Linked DNA regions of Ovis aries: region 2 is linked to region 1. Evidence: chromatin contacts called from public Hi-C data. All regions are on one chromosome and are shown on one strand. Each heading gives the region's core, a stretch centred on a gene start, on an enhancer-like site or on the middle of the called end of the contact. The rest is flanking DNA. Distances are from core to core; before and after follow the strand shown. Region 1 holds the start of CNTFR (ciliary neurotrophic factor receptor). Region 2 overlaps DNAI1 (dynein axonemal intermediate chain 1).

The links. Hi-C and Micro-C count contacts between places; a contact is called where the count stands out from the background.
Region 2: a Hi-C map of hypothalamus shows a contact between it and region 1, with 5 times the contacts expected there. The contact joins the enhancer-like site here to the promoter of CNTFR in region 1. A contact is called at or near these places in 8 of 16 Hi-C or Micro-C datasets (blood, hypothalamus, liver and 4 more).

The regions. Positions count from the first base shown.
Region 1 is chr2:36,972,908-36,978,015 of ARS-UI_Ramb_v3.0, reverse strand. It overlaps CNTFR (ciliary neurotrophic factor receptor), which reads right to left and starts at 1,941. Exons shown (of 13, transcript XM_060410884.1): 1 at 1,752-1,941.
Region 2 is chr2:37,061,716-37,066,823 of ARS-UI_Ramb_v3.0, reverse strand. DNAI1 (dynein axonemal intermediate chain 1) reads left to right here. Exons shown (of 19, transcript XM_042243087.2): 10 at 485-602; 11 at 881-924. Among named protein-coding and RNA genes, the nearest start is that of ENHO, 25 kb to the right of the region's middle. Within about 2 kb of position 1,968, at least 15 of the 54 cell types and tissues checked have an H3K27ac peak or open chromatin away from gene starts, as enhancers often do. A contact at or near this core is called in hypothalamus, where this site is marked.

The DNA.
Region 1 (5,108 bases), core at 692-3,191:
CTGAGCTTGGGGTCTAGGTCTCAGTATTAGCCTATGAGCCTCAGGACAGAAATGTGAATCTAGAGTGTGAGCCTAGAGTCCCAATGTGAGTCTGAGTGTAAACTCCAGGACTGAAATATATCACTGGATATGACCAGAATATAAGTGTGAATCTGAGTGGAAGTCCACCGTCCTGTGGTAATTCTGAGTGTGAGTCCATATGAGTTTAACTGTCCCAGTACGAAGCTGAGTATAAATTCCAGAGCCTCTAGAAGTCTTGCACGTGAACTTTAAACTCCTACTTTTCACATAAGGCTCAGGGTCCCAGTCGGAGTATCAACCGTGATGGAGTGTGAGTGAACCTGAGCTGCATGGCACCAATCCCGACCAGGAGCCCTAAGAACCAGCCCAGAGGATCTGTGTGGATTTTGGCAGTGGAACAGGTATGCAGAATCTATGGAGACACAGTCCCCTCCACCTACCAAGCTCTGGCTAGCCATACAGCCATAGAAACATCTAATTGTTCAAGCTCCATCATCCCCATACATGCATTGGTACACAATCATACCCAGAGTTAGACACACAAAAATGCACTCAGTGTTTCAGACCCCCCAACAAACAGCAATTACAGATGCACAAACACACCCAGCATTTCATACACCCACCACCTCCGTGATTACAGCCACAGGAATACCCCCAGTGACACAGACACAATTACATTAAGTACTACAGGCAAAGCAAATAGCGTTACAGACACACTTCTCCAGCGGCATGCACACACACACCCAGTGTTGCAGACACAACACTGCCAGCCACACAGACACTTCTCAAAAGAGAGAGACTAGACGGAAAGAGAAAGAAAATCCTGAATTTTCAACAAGGCGTGAAATAGTCCTGCCTGCCTGAAGCTACTGACGGGGGGAGGGGGCCAAGGGAGCGGGCGAGCGCGAGATCTAGCGCTGGAAGAGAGGCTTGGGAGAGGAGAGGCTCGGAGCCGAGGAGGAGAGCTGTCCGTCTGGTGACCTCCCCGCAGCCCAGCCCCCACGCACCGGGTGCTACACTACTCCGAGCAGCACAGGGACACCCAGGCTGGCTCCAGCAGAGCCGCACTAGGGGAAGACACACACCGGCAGACTCACAAAGAGGCGGGGATACACCGCAGGCGGACTCACACGGACACACAACACGGGAGCACTTACAAAGAGATTCTGGAGGAGACCCACTAAACGGAGATACATCCAGGCGGACTCACGAGGAAACCACAGGCAGGCTCGCGCCGACACACACACACACACACACAAGCGGATTCTCATGGACACCCATATACTGGCGGACGCGCAACCTTCCGTTCACACCCCTGGGCGCTTTCAAGTCCAGATTTCTGCTGGAGAAGGAAGCCGCCTCTGGGCGCGCGGGGGTCACTACGACCCCCCAGCTCCGGAATTTTCCCAGACCCTGCGCGCGACGTTGAGAGGTCAGGGAGAACCCGGTGCTAGGGCAATCGATCCCTGCCACCTCCCGCCGGCCGACTGTCCGCCCCACCACCACCACGCCCAACCCCCGGCGCGCCCGGACGTGGGGGGCTGCTTCTTCTGCGCCCCCGCCCCCGAGTTTACGGGCAAAGTTTCCCGTGAACTTTCTTGTCCCCCCCACCCCAGTCTCGGGCCCATGCACATCCCCTCCCTCTTCCCGCGCGCACGAGGGCCGCGGATCTGTCGGTCAACCTGAGGGTTTGAGGGTCCGGCCGCGCGCACTCCGCGCGAGGTACTCACCGCGCTCTCGGGCCGCCGGGGCTCCGCACCTAGCTCTTCGACCGCCTCCGGCAGGGAGAGAGGCAGGGAGCGCGGAGCTAGCACCGCCGCCGGATCCCGCCGCCGAGCCCCGCGCTGCGCCGGCTGGAGCCGCCGCCTCCGCTGCCGCCGCCGCCCGCTCTGCACCGGCTCCTCGGCGCTCGGCGGCTTTAACCCCCCCCATCCTCCTCCCTCCCTCGCGCGCTCCCTCCCTCCTTCCTTCGCCCATGTGACCGCGGGCGCCCGCCCGGCCGCGCGCGCCCTCGCTCCCCTCCCCCTCCCTCCTTGTCTCCCCGCGCCTCTGCGGCCGCGCGCCGCGACCCCCTCCCGACCACGGCCCCCGCGCGCCCCCGCCGTGGCACGCTCCCGCTCCTGGCACGCGCGGGCACAGTCATCCTGCGCAGGCCTGTGAGACCCCACTCCCCCTCACTCAGGCTGGCTCCCGCCCTCCCCCCGCGGGCACACTCGCCCGCACTGGCACGCGTGGCCCCCTCGCCTTCACCGTCTCTCGGGAACGCCCTCCAGACGGCTGTAGTCCCCGTGCTTCACGCGCAGCCGGGACCGCGGGTCTCAGAAACGCGCGCACACCCACACCCACACCCACTCGGCCGGATTCCCCAGGGCCGCTGGGAGCGCATCCAATCCCCCAGGGTCGCTCATTCACACTCCCTCGTTCGCTCAGCCTTGGCCAGGTCTCCGCGACGCACACTCCCGCAAGTTCGAGCCCTTAGTGCCTCGCACGGACACCCTGGCACACCCGGGGCCAACTCTCAGGGTCCTCCCGCCAGCATCTCCGTGAGAAGAGCTGGAGCAGGAGCCCCCAGGCCCTACTTTGGGCCGGAGAGGCCAGCCGCCTCCGCCCCTCCCAGATCTCCTACCGCCCCCAGCAACGACGCCCCCTCTCCCAGTCTTAGACACGTACACCCCTCACATCGAAGGAAGGGGGACTGTTTGCTCGCACGACCCGAAGTGGACCAGGCTGAAAACCCAGGCCCTCCCCTCCCATCAAATTTCCGGTGATACACCACAACTACCCCTTTCCCCTCTCCTTCACCATCACCTAACTCATCCCCGGACACACAGCCTGGGATTGACCGCCACTGGGATGCGGGATGTAGGGAGTGCGCCCTTTTTGCCCGGGTCGGCAGTGCCAGAGCGCGAGTGCCAGAGTTGGGCGCTGGAGGTTCACCCCTCGAGCTTCCCTTTCGCAGCCTGGGCCTCTGGCGGGCTGGTGTGCTCACTTCCCGCGCCCCGGGGCCTAGGGGTCTGGCTATTACAGGGAGGCATTCAGGTTAGACAACCGGACTACTTCTGAGGCCACAGGAGAGCGCCACAGAAAGGGTGAATGCCAGGGGGCGGAGAACGAGTGGCCCACCCCCATCCCCACCCCTTGGATTTTTCATCTGACCTTTGACCCATAATCCCAGCTGCCTGGCCCCTCCGGGGAGCTGTGCGAGGTTTGCGGGCGGGGAAGAGGGGGAAGGAAGTATCTCGCTACTTCCTCACACCCTTTCCTAGTAGGCTGCCCAGAGCGCCCGGGCCCTTTTCCCAACAAATGCCTCAGGGACTCCCATTGCAGAGGAAAAAACCTTCCTGCTACTGCTCGGGCTTTTCACTTTTACTTCCGTGGCCGCAGGATCCCATCAGTGCAACCAGCAGGGGTCAGCCGGGGCTGGGGCTCAGAGAGGGCCAGCTGGGGCTTAGGGACACACGGAGAAATAGTGACTTCCAGCCGAAATCAGCTCACGCCCACCCACAGTAGGTGTCTTCTATCTGGCCTCTCTGGATAAGGAGCCTTCAAGTACCCACGTCGCGGGCGGAGACAGGGTGGTGGGCACCGGGAAGGAGTGGAAATGGTGCGACAGAATCTGGGGGTGAGGGAGGCGGCGGTGGGGGGGGGGTGTCAGGAATTGCCTCTCCTTCTGTGCCGAAACTAGGCCTGGGAGAGGTTGGATGCTGAGGCGGGGGGCGCCCCTCCCCTCGAGGCGCAGTCTGGCGTCGAGATCTGAGGGGTTCTTGGTGGGCTGACTTGACCTCCAGACCTTCCCGTGTCCTGGACTCAGCAGCTTTCTGCCAGGTTGAGATCGGAGGGGAGATCCGCCCCTGACCAACGTGCCCTCCCCACCTGGGGGCCCTGGGGTGCCATAGGTCGTGCCCAAGCCCGCGGGTGCTGTTAACCGGGCGGGGTAACCGGGGTCCGGCAGCCAGGTAAATCGCTGTTTCCGAGGATTAGCGAGGACCAGAGGCGCACGTCGAAACGGATTCCACCGTCGGTCTATCTGCAGCTTCTCGCGACGCAGTACCCAGCGGCCGCGCCCGCTTCCCCAGGGCCGCAGCGACACCTGGCGAGCAGTGCGGGAGGCGCGTTCCCGCTCAAGCCGCAGCTCCGGCAAAGAGGCAGCAGCGTCCTCCTAAACGAGCAACGAGGGTGCGGCCCCTGTCTCCCACCTGCCCCTGCCACCTGGTCCAGAAGAGATTCGCCTTGCGTCTCGGCTGGGGCAACAGATTACTCGTGCTTTTCTGCTCCTGCTGGCTCCAGTGCCCTGTCTGCAAACGAGCTTCTGAGCTTTCTAAGCCTCCGTGTTGAACCCTCCTTTACCATATCTCCCTGGCGGCAAAGCCGAGCCTCGTCGGTGGCTCTTCGAATCCCTTGCAGGAGCTGGACCTGTCTCCTCTCCGGCTTTAATAGGCGTCCCTATCCCTGGTAGCCCCAGCTCTACATCATTCCCCTTCTCTTTCATGCCCACTTATCCTTAAGCCACATCCCACTTTGCTGACCCCCTCCCCCAACCCCACGCCATCTTCACCATCTGCCTCTCCTATGGGTCAGCAGGGAATAACGTCCCCAGTTCAGAGCCCTAGTGCTCTGCAAGAGACGGGGATTACAGATTTGAGCATTCTGGAAGGCCTTGGGAAATTGGAGGTGGGGGTTCTCCCTGACTCTGTAAAACTCCTCAGAGTTTTATGGCTACCATGAAAAACTTTTGGCTCCACCCTCCTCCATCCTGACCTACACTTGGACCACCTCCCATCCACCCCCCTTTCCCTGGAGATAGCTGTGCCATGCCAAGCCTTTGGGTGGCAAGGACCCTTTCCGATTCCTTTGTCCTCAAGGAAAGAGAGCCCCCACCCCATCTACATTTTCCAGTGCTCCTTCAGGAAATGGTGCTTATTTCTAACCTGTTATACCATCAGAAAGGTCCACCTTGGGGCACATACCTGGCTACCCAAAATCACAAATACACACCCAGACTGCCTTACCTCCAAATGCTGGGCACACCTTATTTAAAATCACATGTCCGTGCATGCTAAGTCACTCTGTCGTGACTCTTTTCGTGT
Region 2 (5,108 bases), core at 719-3,218, 89 kb before region 1:
TATGAGGAATGATGAAAAGAGGTCAGTGAAGGATTACCAAAATTTCTGGTATAGACAAGTAGAAAGATGGGTGCGGCTTCTGCCTAAGTTAAAGGAAATGAGAGGTAGAGAGAGTTTAGGGCAGGAGATGAATTTGAGTTCAGAGCACCCATGAGGGAGCCAGGCGGCTTCACTGTGGTGGGCTTGGCAGTGAATATGAAGATGGGGAAACCTGGAATTTTATCCTCAGGGACATAGCCACTTTAGTGTCATTTACCTCCAAAAACAACGATAACAGTAACAACAACATTACAGAGAGCTTACTCTGTGCCAGGTATTTTTCTAAGTACTTTACGTGTATTAGCAATGAATCCTCACAGTAGTCCTTTGAGGTAGGTATTCTTACGATTGCCACTCAGACACACAAAGAGGTTAATTGTTTTGGCCAAAGAGGTACAGACAGAAAACGGTAGTCCAGGGCTCACTCAGTTTGTGTGTATTTAAGATTTTAAGTACTATGAGGATGCGGCTGACGAGTATCGGGACCAGGAGGGTACCCTGCTGCCTCTCTGGAAGTTCCAAAATGACAAAGCGAAGCGCCTGGCCGTCACCGCCCTCTGCTGGTGAGTAGAAGCATTGCAGAAAACCTGGAGTGCCTGAGCACCTGCTGGGTACCAAGCCACAAGCAAGCAGCTCCTACCCAAGCTCAACCACCTTGAAGGTGACACATAGCATTATGGGAAAAAGTGAGACTGGGATTCTTATGGAACCGCCCTAGGTCTCTAAGGTCAACAGTGTCTGTCTGCAGTGCAGTTAAGGCACCAGCGTACATGGGAAGGCTTGTATCCATGGGCAAACCATGTCCATTTCCTAGGCTGATGGGTTCTTATTTCTTTTGCAGGAATCCAAAGTACAATGATCTGTTTGCAGTGGGACATGGCTCCTGTAAGTCATCCGGCTATTTGTTCATCTGCTTACTCAACCAACAAACACTAAGTACCTACTCAGTGCAGAACTCTTTGCCAGGTGTGAAAGATACAGAGATGACTAAGGTCTAGTCACACTGCTCACAGTCTAGGGGAGAAGCCCCACCATCACACTGGCAATTAGTGCTGCGTGAAGGAATATGCCAAAATGAGCCTCGAAGGAGTTATTACGGTGAAGAAAGAGGGGCAGAGGACTTCCGTCTGAGGCAGCAGCAAAGGTCTGGAGGCAGGAGAGATATGGGAGGAAATGAGGCTGTAGAGGGGGCGGGGCAGCCCCAAAGGGCCTAGTAAGCCATCCCAAGAAGCTTAGACCTTCTCTCAAAGGGAAACCACTGAAGGAATTTGAGAAGGGCAGGGACACCACCACTACAGGGAGGAACTGCAGGCAGGAAACTGGAGGCTAGAGACAGTTGGGAGGGAAGGCATCCCAAAGAGGGCAGGCTCTGAACCACCAGCGTGGAGTGAAGCTGGAGAAGTGGGCTTGAGAAGCATGAGAAGGTGGACTGGGCCAGACCTGGGAGGGCCTGGATGGTGGGATCTGCATGAAGAGAGTTTCCAGAGCAGCCCCTGGAGCAGGTGGCGGACAAGGGTTTGATGTTCATCACTGGCCCCTGCCCCCTTGGAGACCACTGCCTTATGGGATGTTCTCTCCCCGGCAGCTTCCCTCACCCCTCAGTGGGAGGCAGCACTGTGGGAACTGTGTGGCTTTCCTTCGTGTTTCCTGGGCCCTGCAGAAGCCCCTGCCTCCCCTCTGGCCTGGACATTCCCCCTTCCTAACAGGAGAGGGCCCCAGACTTCGTGCAAGCAGCAGCTCCCCGGGCTGACAGCGCGCTTTCTGGCTGAGAGAATGAGCTTCTGCAAACAGAAAAACCTTCCCATTCTCCAAGCTGCTGCTGGCTGGCAGGCGTACAAGCTCCCGGTCTCTGCCCCTCAGACCGCCTGCCCGCCCAGCCCATTCTTTGCCCGGGGTGGGGGAGGAAGGCGAGGGCCAAGAGGAGTGGGTGTTTGTCATTCCTCTCAGGGAGGAAACCCTTGGAGCTGCTCCCAGTCTCATGGTCTGGGCCGCCTCCGAGGATGCCCTAAATGCCCGCTTTGTGTCCCCACTCCCGAGGGTGGGCTGCTGCCAAGCAGGAGGCAGCCACCCCCTCTGGCAGGGAGCTAGCACATTCCTCCCCCTGCTGCAGCTACTGGGCCTGGACGTGGGCCGGGTGCTGAGCGGGCCTCCTAGGAGTGGGTGTGGACCCCTCTCTGGGGCTGCTCTCAGCCCAGGCTGTTTGCCCAGGACTGAGGTGGGGAGAGTGGGGAGGCTCCCCAGCAGGTGGGAGGAGAAACTGCTTCAGCTCTCCCGTCTCCTCCTTTCACCGAGTGGAGTGTCAGCTGGCTGGGGTCATATAGAGGTTGTCCTTGGGGCAGTGTTAGCCAGAGGCAGTGGCGCAGAGTGACACCCCCACCAGGAATTGATGGCCCCAATTCCAATGGGCCCAGTGGGCTCTTTTGAGCAGGTGTGCGCCCTGGAAGGGTCTCTTTGTCCTTTGTCGGCCACACCCACATGTCTGGGTAGCACTACTATCAGCTGCAGACCTTCTGGCTGGAGGGTCACTTCCCAGTGATGTGACCTGGAGCTGAAAGCTGCTCTGAGCCTTGGTTTTTCCTCTGGTGACCTGGAGAGGCTGACGCCTGGTACCCTCTATCATGTTATGAGACACACATGGAAGAAAAGCAGCAAATGTGCCCCTTGAGCTGTAGGAACCTTCTGCACAGAAAGGACGAATGTTGCTGATTTGTCTGTCTTTCTGTTTCCTAGCTTTCTGGCAGGGCTGCAGAGAGAGGGGCTTGTTGGGGACAGGGAGGAGTCAGATGAGGCCCCACCTCTTCTCTTAGACAGCTGGGCCCAGTAGAGGCAGTAGTATTATTCTCACTGGCACGGGAGCTGTTGGCCAGCTTTCCACTGGGCATCTATTCCTCACAGCCTTGCACATCTCAGTACCACCCTGTGGAGGCCTAAGCAGAGCCAGGCTGGACTGGGACTCAAAGGGCTCCTGCACTCACTCCTGAGGTTGCCCCAGGGAGCCCCATGCTGCAAATACCCGGGTGTCCCCTTGGAAGAAAGTGAGCAAAGCCAAGGCCAGGAAAAAGGCACCTTAATGCCCGCATGGTTTGCTGTGAGGAGCAGCTGCTCACCAACCTCAATTACCCTATCTTTGGAAATTCCCAGATGCCTGCCTCCCATCTTCAGGCTTTGCCTCATGTGAACAAACTCTGAAGTGAGAGTTTGGGTTTGTTGTTGGGCTTGACCCTGATGAGTTCAGCCCAGGACTCTTTTTGCCTGAGATACCCCAATGTTGACTCTCTAACCTGATCAAATAAGACTCGGGCAGGGGAAGGCAGGTACCTAGGAAGGACTGGGGCCGAGCCCGCATTTGGGCACAAGGCCAGTTGGCTGGAGCCAGGCTGGGAGCAAGCAGGTGGGGAAGAGAGCTTGGGCAATTGCCTGCAACAGCACAGAGCAGTCACACCTGCCTTCCCTCGTGGCTGCTGGGTACCAGGTGGTGGGCATGTCAGGCTGCATAGAGGGCTGAGACTGGGGCTCCCCCTGGGGCCAGGCTTTGTGTCGCAGCTGAGTGGAGAAAGGCTGTCAGCAGGTGAGAGCAGATGGCGGAACACTGGAGGGCAGAGGAAGGTAGTCTAGGAAGAGATGGCCCATGGGGCAAAGCTGGGGTGCAGTTGTGTTGGCCTGCTGCGCTGAGTGGGTGCTTCCCAGCTCATTAGGCCATTCACAGCAGGGAAATGGGGACTCCTTGCGATCTGTCAGGCAGGGATGATGGATCAGACCGTGTGTGTGTCCTGACTGGCTCTCACACAGGAGACAGGGAGGAAACCTTCCAGCGGGTCATGTCTTAGAAGGGTGGATGAGCCAGCTGACCTTCAGCCCAGCCTCGGAGGGACAGCACCCTCAAAAGTGGCCAAAGTCAGGCCCTGAGCCCCAGTATTACACCCATTCCCACTCTGTCCCACCGCCTCCTGGCCGGTCCCTCAGCCTGCCCAGGACAGGGATCCACTTGTAAGGGATTTAAATCTTCCCTGGTCATTTATTTGTCAGCTTCACTAATTAAGCAGTGTTAATTTCATTTACTGAAAATGGAAATTCATCCACCTCATTTCTCCCCGTTCATCCTCCACACACAAAATCCATCACTCCTCAGCTGCAGGCTGCGTAAAATTTACAGGACTAATTATGTTGTCAGGTCTCTTTGTAAATACAGTCCATAAAGGCCACTGTGCTCGCCCGGTTGTAGTGCAAGGGCATTCCTGTTGTTAGTTTAATTACTGGTTAGTTATTTAGGTTCTCAAATGTTTGCCTCATTTTCCCTAAATCAAATTAAATGTCCCGCTTGATGTATTCTGTCTCCAAGGCCTTGCTCTTATTTCCCACACTATTTAAATGTCCCAACTCCTAATTGGGTGAGAGCTCTAGGAAAAGCCCAGATGCTGGAAGGCTGGATCCAGCCTGGCACCACAGTCTCAGGGTCACACTGGCAGTTTGGAACCCTGTAACACTGATGCCCCTTCTTGGGGGCAGCGCTGGGCTCGTCCCCTGCCTTTGGAGACTGAAAGTCCTAACCCAAGGGACAGTCTGTGCCTGGAGTCCAAGAAGGCAGGGCTGGGATGTGGGAAACTGAAGGAGGGTTTCCTTATTGTCATCAGGAGAGCTGGGGGTCATTAGCTTCCATACCCCTGATTTCTAGAGGGACTGCTTCCAAATCACCCTAGCAAATGTATCATCTATGGCCTGTTGGGCTGCCCCCCACCACAGATCTGCTAGCCCCACATCGCCCCACTGTGAGACCAGAGAAGGAGAAAGTGATCGAGAAACCCACAACTTAAACGTAACTGGATAGGGAGTGTTGTAAGTCAGAAGCAAAAGGTCCCTACCACATGTGTCAGGCCGCAGACAGGACATGGCAAAAACCTGCACTGCTGGGGGAGGAGGAGCCTACCATTTATAGGGGAATTGACATCAGGTTGGCTCCTCAGTCGCCAAGGAAACCAGCAGCTGGGTGGGGGGCAAGCACTTAGGTAGCTGTTGAGTAAGCCCTGTGATTAAGAGGATTGGAAAGTCATGTGAGCAGGTGGAGGTGAAGC